2 separate regions of the Mus musculus genome follow, and region 2 is linked to region 1. Evidence: chromatin contacts called from public Hi-C data. All regions are on one chromosome and are shown on one strand. The core of a region is the stretch at or near the end of the contact, and the rest is flanking DNA. Distances in the headings are between cores, read along the strand shown.

The links. A called contact is a pair of places that touch in the nucleus more often than the background predicts.
Region 2: a Hi-C map of double positive thymocytes shows a contact between it and region 1, with 2.2 times the contacts expected there. The contact joins two enhancer-like sites. A contact is called at or near these places in 2 of 39 promoter capture datasets (both in liver), 11 of 484 Hi-C or Micro-C datasets (cortical glia, double positive thymocytes, embryonic stem cells and 2 more), 2 of 115 datasets of contacts at active chromatin or transcription factors (embryonic stem cells and hepatocytes) and 2 of 9 other capture datasets (adipose tissue and liver).

What each region holds. Positions count from the first base shown.
Region 1 is chr8:91,196,029-91,200,266 of GRCm38.p6, forward strand. No RefSeq gene overlaps it. Among named protein-coding and RNA genes, the nearest start is that of Gm36243, 12 kb to the right of the region's middle. Within about 2 kb of position 1,388, at least 19 of the 459 cell types and tissues checked have an H3K27ac peak or open chromatin away from gene starts, as enhancers often do. A contact at or near this core is called in double positive thymocytes, where this site is marked.
Region 2 is chr8:91,248,778-91,252,791 of GRCm38.p6, forward strand. It overlaps Rpgrip1l (Rpgrip1-like), which reads right to left. Exons shown (of 26, transcript NM_173431.2): 20 at 3,705-3,800; 21 at 2,373-2,526; 22 at 1-2. It also overlaps the pseudogene Gm18603. Among named protein-coding and RNA genes, the nearest start is that of Gm36163, 23 kb to the right of the region's middle. Within about 2 kb of position 2,469, at least 17 of the 459 cell types and tissues checked have an H3K27ac peak or open chromatin away from gene starts, as enhancers often do. A contact at or near this core is called in double positive thymocytes, where this site is marked.

The DNA of each region.
Region 1 (4,238 bases), core at 138-2,637:
AGATCATATTCTAATGCAACATTTGAAAAAAAAACATAAACCTAATACAAAAATCCACAATGAATAAAATACCAAAAAAATTAAATAAAGTCAGAATTAGCATTACTGACTCTTAGGTTCAAATATAGCTGAACAATGGCTGTGTCATAGAGCCTGTTTTCATTAAATAAAAACATTGATTGATTTGTGCGTGTGTGATTTAAAGAAGGAAGCAAGGGACACATCCTAGACTGGGTGCCTCTTGGCACATATCTGTAACCTTTGCAGTCAGGAGGCCAAAACAGAAGGATAATGAGTTCCAGGTCGGCTTGGGCCACATGGCAAAGCCCAGCCTCAAAAAGAAAAAGGAAGGAAAAGAAGGGAAGGGAGAAAGAGAGGGAGGAAGAAGAAGCGAGGAAGAGAGGAAGAAGGGAGAGGAGGGGAGGAGCAGGGAGGAACCCCATGAATAAGTGGGTTTGTCCGGAAGAGCAGACACCTGGGTGATATTCCTTCAGCATACTGTTGTGCTCAGAAGACGCTGCCCCAAGTACGGCACTTTGGTTCAGGAGCCCTGAGCTAAAGACAGCGCCGTCTTATATTAGTTTCGTCTCTATTGCTACACCCACGACTCAATGCAGTGTACAGGAAGAAGCATTTATTTGGGGTCTTATAGGTCCAAAGGGAACGTTGGTAATAGTGGAAGGGTCTCAGTAGGCGGTCTGAGCAGGGGGCTGAGGGATCACATCTGTGATCCCTCACACAAAACTGAGAGGATGAACCGGAAGTGGGGCAAGGCCCGCAGGGCGCCTCACAATTTTTTCTCTATGGCAGCAAGAGCTCTGCAAACAGCGCCACCCACTGGGGACCGAGTGTTCTAGTACCGGAGGTTACTGGGAACATTTCTCATTTGAACCACCACAGCCGCCCCCAGCTTTGCCTCTGGATACTCCCCTCTCTAGGAGTCAAAGCGAGGCTTTCTCCGAGGAGTCTCTTGTCAGACTAGGATATGTTCCCCCAGGACAGATTAACTACTGGTTGCGATGAAGCTCCTCACTGGGCTCGGCATTACCCAGAAGGCATCCATCCGGTAGAAGAGACCGGAAGTTGAGCTTTACCTCCAGAGCCCAGGAGACATTTATCCTATGGGGCTGTCTGTTCTTTGGGCCCTTATCTTCCCTAAAGATAATTTACTTCTTCTGTACAATTACTTATGGCCCACATTTCCTGCTCTCCTAAGGGGGCATTTAACCTGCAGCCACGGGGCCTTTTATATGAGCCCATTATCTGTTATAATATACAATAAGACATGGGCTTCGGAGTGCTTGAGAAAGGAAAGAGACACACAGTCTGGAGGTTCTAGAGCACGGGGCCAATAGCAGCCCTGTTCTGGTAGGGACCCCAGAGTGGATGACATCATGGCAGGAACACAGGCAAACAGGAGAGGTCACACAGGGACAGGAAACTGAGAGTGAGCAGGGAGGAGGCAGGCTTCCTGCTCTTTTATAACACCCCCCCCTCAGAACTGACCAAGTTTCCAGGACAACTACATTATTTCTTTCCAAGGCCATGCGGACCATAACCTAACCCTTACCACCAAGCCACACACAGCTTCGGGGTCCCATTAGCTCCCACACTGCCGCAACAGGGACCAAGCTTTGGGGAACACCCACAAATAGTCTTTAAAGCACCGCTCCTCTCCGTGAGTTTTGTACTTGGTGGTTTCCTGTGTGCTCAGTAAGAATACATTTTTATGCTTTTTCTATTTGAGTGGATTTGTTTTTTAGGAACCTTTAGAACCTGGTTCCCAAACTTCCTAACACTGGAACCCTTTGATATAGTTCCTCATGTTGTGGTGACCCCTCCCCAACAATTAAATCGTTGTATTGGTACTTCAGAACTGTAATTTTGCTACAGTTATGAACTGTAATGTAAATAGTTTCGGAACTACAGGTTTGCAAGGGGTCGCGACCCCATAGGTTGAGAACCACCGCGTTAGAGGCTGGTGGAGAACTTCCTACAACCTCCTTGACCACCACAAGAAAAAAGGGTCCCCCTGGACTCTAAGACTTAGAGCCTCTGCCCAGGGACAAGCCACATGTTCACACATCACTGCAGGCACCCAGGCTTCAAGGGACTCTGAATACAGATGCTGGGCACAGAGCCAAGGGGCCCCACTGGTCTATGTGAGGTGGTGAGTTGATTTGATTTTGTCTCAATGGGAACTTTCTTTGGATCTCTTTCCCTGCCTTCGCTGCACATTTCAAAACAACATTCCTTTACGCACAAGCCTTAGGACATCAAATGCTTCCACGCCCTCTGCAAGGAGTGCTTTGGGCTCCTCCTTTGCTCTTTTTTCTTTTAAAGAGTTCCATGTAAAATCAGATGTTAACTCTCTCTTGAGTAAACCCAAGTGGAAAGGTTTTCTTTCTTCTCGTTTACTAACACCAACGACAATCAGAACAGGTGGAAAGAATATGTGCCCCCCTTGCAGCACAGTGGATAAAAGTTGAGAGGAAAAACTCTTAAGTTGTTACACATGTAACCAATGGTTCCTATTTTCTATTGGTGAGAAGAATGGAGAGCAAGGCTTAAAGAGAGGCCCAGCAGGAAGAACTGATTGCCTCTTTAACCAGGGCGGGCTTCTTCTCTAAACTAATTTTGTTTTGTGTCCTAGTCAACACCAGCTTCTTCCACTTTGGAATGCAAGCTCTCATCAGACCTCCATTTTCTGAAGGCAACAAGCTCCTAACTAGAGCAGGATTTGAGGCTTAGCAATGGCCGGAGTCTTGCACCCTGAAAGGTATGCAGAATCCTGCAGCCGGCTTTGATCTAGAAGTTGATTGGTTCAAAGTGACAATTCTGATCTTGGAGCTGTCTACTCTCTATCCTACCTGTGAAGGAAAAGTTTTTTTTTTTTTTTTTTTTTTTTTAGTCCAAATCCTTGGCTGCTGGTAGAAACAGATCATCTCTTAAGGGATGTTTTGCAGGGTGACTGTCTTAGCTTCCTTTCTGTTGCTGTGATAGAAATACCCTGACTGATAATGTAAGGAAAAGGAGGTCTTGTATCACACACTTTTAGTTCTAACCCATCACAGCAGGTAAACCGATGCAGCAGGAGCTAGAAGCAGCTGTTCACAGTACATCCCCAGTCAGGAGTGGCAAGCCATGGACCCACTCATGCACATATGCCCACTTTGCTCTCTCCCATTTTAGCCAGCTCAGGATCTCTGCCAGGGCATGGTCTTGCCCATAATCTATTCACGGCAACTGACTTAATCAAGATAACCCCTCAAAGATAGTCTCAGAGGCTAACCTTCATCAAGACAATCCCTTCCAGGTGTCCCCAAGGGCCTGCCTCCTAGGTGTCAAGTTGACAAACAGTACTAACCATCACTCAAGACCCAGACACTTCTTTTTCTCTTAAATGCCACGTGAAAGGACAATTTCATTAGCGCCATTGCATATGGTATAGAGGGTGCCACAATCACACAGAGCACTCAAGCTAGCGGCTTGTTTCCCTCCAAGGCTGACTCTCTAACCTCCCAGCTGCCTGTTTTCAAACACCCAGACTTTATGCAGGATGCTCAATGGGTTCTGCCTCATGACAGATAAAAACTGCCTGCGGTTGGTCTCATGATGAGGGAAGGAGGCAGATGATCTTTCGGTCTTCAGTCACAACAGTTCCAAAATGCCTTACACAGCATGGAGAATACAGAAAATTTTAGGCCTAGTGAGTGTCTCTCCTTGGTGCAACATGCACATTTCTCATGCTAAAGCAGCGGATGGGTAAGAAACAACCCCATCGCCATTCCTACAGCATCTTCCCGCCTCAGAGCATGGCCACTCACAATGCAACTCAGTCCTAGCACCTACTCACCTTTGAGGTTGTCTGTAAGGCTCTGTCCTCAACACAAAACAAGCATCTTCATTAGATCGGCCTGCTTCCAAGACACCGCCATCACAGGGGGCCTGTTGCCTGCTGATATTCCCTCAGGAGGAGGGGTGGGGAGGAGCATCAGGTCTTCACCTGAGATTTCAGCCACCATCTCCGGCCATCTGTGTGCAATTCTACCCACTAGGTTGAGAGGTTATGCGGCAGCAGCGAAGTTATTGTCTTGAGGCTTTCCAGCATGGCTGCTCTGGGGGTCTCCCACAATTCTGCCAGTAAACCCTTACCCTAAGTAAGCTGTCCAAACTCCTTGGTCTCTAGGATCCTGAGCATACTGCGCAAGTGCTGACCAGTGAGCTACACGATGGGC
Region 2 (4,014 bases), core at 1,219-3,718, 54 kb after region 1:
ATCTGTCAGAAAATATGAGGCGACATTTACCCAGGTCAGTCAATCTATGTATTGTACATAAATACAGTACAGATGAACAACCCGACGGCCAGCTCTATCACGTTTAGCTGCCAAGGACATTTGTATGTATGCTTTAGGAAAGAAAAATATGACCTGAAAACTAATGAAAACAGATGAAGTATAAGGTAAAAGATGTTGCTTTTTTCCTCTTAAAATTTTATTTAGTTGTCTGTTCTCTCTCTCCTCTCCCCCACCTCTCTCTGTCTCTCTCTCGTTCTCTCTGTGTGTGTTTGTTTCATGGGCCACTACACGTGTGAAGGTCAGAGGATAACTTGTGGGAGTCAGTTCTCTCCTTCCATTATGTGAGTTTGGAGACTGAAACCCAGGCTCTCAGGGTTGGCGGCAAGCACCTGTTCCAACTGAGTCATCTCTCCAGTCCCTCCTTCTTCCTCTTTATAACTGGACTTTATTGTGCTTAGTGATTTCTTCAATTGTTTAAAAAATCTTTCAATGTTCTGTTTACTGTACTTTTAAACTAGAACCAGTTTTATAAATTTCTATAAATGGTGGTAGAAAGCAAACCTGAAAACATTCAAGCTTTATTTCATTCACAAGTAGAGACACAACTAAGAGCAAGCATAGCTAACGCATGCACAGGAAAGGTAGACCGCTCTTTCTTTAAACAACTATTTCAATGGAAAAATATCAAAGACTGAAGGAAGGGGAGGAAAATGAATGAAAGCAAGGTATAATGAATGACATATCGGTATGGAGATGTAATGAGGAAATCCATTACTTTGTGTATTAGTGAAAAAATTAGTAAAAATCTGAACGTGGTTAACTACTGTTGAAAATTTATTGATGCGGTTGTGAACAACGCCAATGAGAAGTTGAATGTCCTAATATTTACTTTTTCCTTCCTTCATCGGTCACTGTGTGTTTGAGGGATGCTATGCACATCTGTGCTGACTAACCAGCCAGCAGCCTGCACTGGTCTATGCCAAGGTATAGTATCACCACTCATGCAATGTATATATCTTACAGGGCAGTATATGGAAGCAGGACTACGCCATAGCAGTGGTGTACTTTTATAACAAAACTATACTGTGATAAAGTCTTTCTATACCATCCACAAGTCTTTCTGTTTTTCACCTCAACAGGAAGTAGATAAAACTGTGTCAGTAGGCCATCTGCAGCTGTGGCTATACAGTGAGAGCTGGCCTTTTTCTATCCATGCAATTGAACACGAGACATAAGACATCTATCCAAGACTAGATTCAACTAGTTATTGTCATCAATTATAGAAAGAACATCTTTCTTCCATTTCCCTCCTATGCATTGTTTTAAGTTGCCGTATGAATTTTTATCTACATAGTAGTTTAGTCTGAGAGGCACTGGGTACCTGCTAGAGTGTCTGGTAAGTAATGCACAAAGACGGTGGGGGTGGGAAGCGGGGACTGGCACTCAGCCCAGCTCTGATATGGCATCCAAGCTTTCATAAAGCCAAGCCCACATCTGCTATCACATAGCAGATATTTTCCAATGGCTTATACAAAATACTGTGAAAACAAAACAAAACAAACCAAACCAGCCGGGCGTGGTGGCACATGCCTTTAATCCCAGCACTCGGGAGGCAGAGGCAGGCCGATTTCTGAGTTCAAGGCCAGCATGGTCTACAAAGTGAGTTCCAGTACAGCCAGGGCTATCCAGAGAAACCCTGTCTCAAAAAAAAAAAAAAAAAACCAAAAAAAAAACAAAAACAAAAAAAACAAAAAAAACCAAAAAACAAAAAAAAAAACAAAAACCCAAAAACAAACAAAAAAAACCAAACCAAAACAAAAAACCAATGCTACCCTTCCTTACTTTTAAGAATTAAAAAATATGGTTCTATTAAGGTAAAAACACATATATGATAAACTATATACATGTTTAAACTACAAATTTTGGTATTTGACATTTAATTCTGTGGCACTAGCTTCCCAATTAAAATAGCATTATAGGAGCCGGCAAGATGGTTCAGTGGGCAAAGGTGCCTGTCACCAAGCCTGATGACTTGAATTTGACACCTGGAACCTACATGAAAGTAGAGAACCTACTTGCAAAAGCAGTTATTTGACTTCCAAATATGTGTGCAACATGCATACATGTACATACACATGCAAAATAAACTTGTATTCTATGCAGGAGCACCAAGCTGACCTAAGAAGAGAGAGACATCAGCCTGAAGAGCTCGCACCTACCATTTCTGCCAAGAGGCAAGCATCATGAGGTGGATTCACTACTGAATGACATGTTGTGTGTGGCAGGCATGCCTTCGCAGAGAAAGCAAAGCAGAGTCAGCTAAACAACAACGGTTTTAACAGAAAAGTCACCTTCTGGTTCCAATTCTTCAGTTATTTCTGTTTCATCTTCAGAGGAAGCCACACTTCCTGAGGCAAGCTGGCCCTCAGATAAGAAAGAGATGTCGTCTTCTTTCCCTTGTTGCATTTCCCCCACATTTTCTTCTACCTTAGCCACACCGCTTTCCTGAAACATGCAGAAGAGAAGCACATTGCTGTATTTGTTATGTCTTAGAGCGTTCTTGCTGAAGCACTTGAATCATACAATGTCCATTTGAGACTCGATTACACAGGCATATAGCCGGACATGGCGTCTTATCCTGATAACCTCAGCACTCAAGAGGCAGAAGATTCCAACAATTTGAGACCAGCATGGACTGAAATAAAAAGTGAGTTCTGAGCCATTCTGAGCTTCAGGTGAGCTTCTGTCTCTAAATCACCACCACCACTGCCACCGCCTCTTCCACCATCACCATCATCACCACCACCACCACCACAACCACCACCACCACCACCACCACCACCACCACCACCACCACCACCACCACCACCACCACCAACACCACACCTACCACCACCACCACCACTTCCATTACCATCTCTATCACCTCTATGTCTACAACCACTATTGCTACTCAACGAAACACATGGAGATACGCTACACAGCTATTAAAGACTCCCTAGAAAATAGTCACTTAGATTATATAAACAGATAAAAACACACAGGTCAATAAAAATCTAAATATATGCTAAGAATGAATGCTTTGATTTAGCGTGGTGTGGTGGTGCATGTCTGTAATACTATCACATGGAGGTAAAAGCTGGAGGATACAAATCCAAAGACATCCATAGATACACAGTGAGTTTGAAACCAGCCTGGCATACATAAAATCCTATCTCAACAAAATTAAATAAACAAACAAAAATATGTATTAATCTCAAAATGATTTTTACATTGATTTTAGTTTATAAACACATGTATTTCCTACCAATGTATAAATAAACATATATATTGAACTTATCATTAAAAAAAATCTTTCTATCATAAAAAAGTCATATTTAGGGCTGGTGAGATGGCTCAGTGGTTAAGAGCACCGACTAATCTTCAGAAGGTCTTAAGTTCAAATCCCAGCAACCACATGGTGGCTCACAACCATCTGTAACAAGATCTGACACCCTCTTCTGGAGTGTCTGAAGACAGCTACAGTGTACTTACATATAATAAAATAAATAAATCTAAAAAAAAAAGTCTTATTCAAATGTAGGGAAAATGCTATGATTTCCTTAATCATGTCTAACACATAAGACAAAGCCTTTTAAGTTCCAAAATAAACCTTTCAAAATAATTTTAATACAAAGGCATACCTTGGAAGGATACGCAACAGCTGACAGACCATTTTCTGGTTTTGGTCCCACTTCTGGAGAACTGTCTTTTATATCTTTAGGGGGAGGAGAAGTCTCCTTGAATTAATGGGAAAAATCATGTATGTTATTTTGTATTCATTACAAGAGGAGTTTTAGGAAGGTACAAGCTTGGCTGTGTAAGATCAAGAAACTCAGTGGGGAGTTGGAAAGGGATACAGGGTCATGGAACAATATCAAACACTACAACCTTGTACCACAGTAAAGACGGGCTCTGCTTACTGTCTCTGCTTATGTCAAAGGTACAGTATAG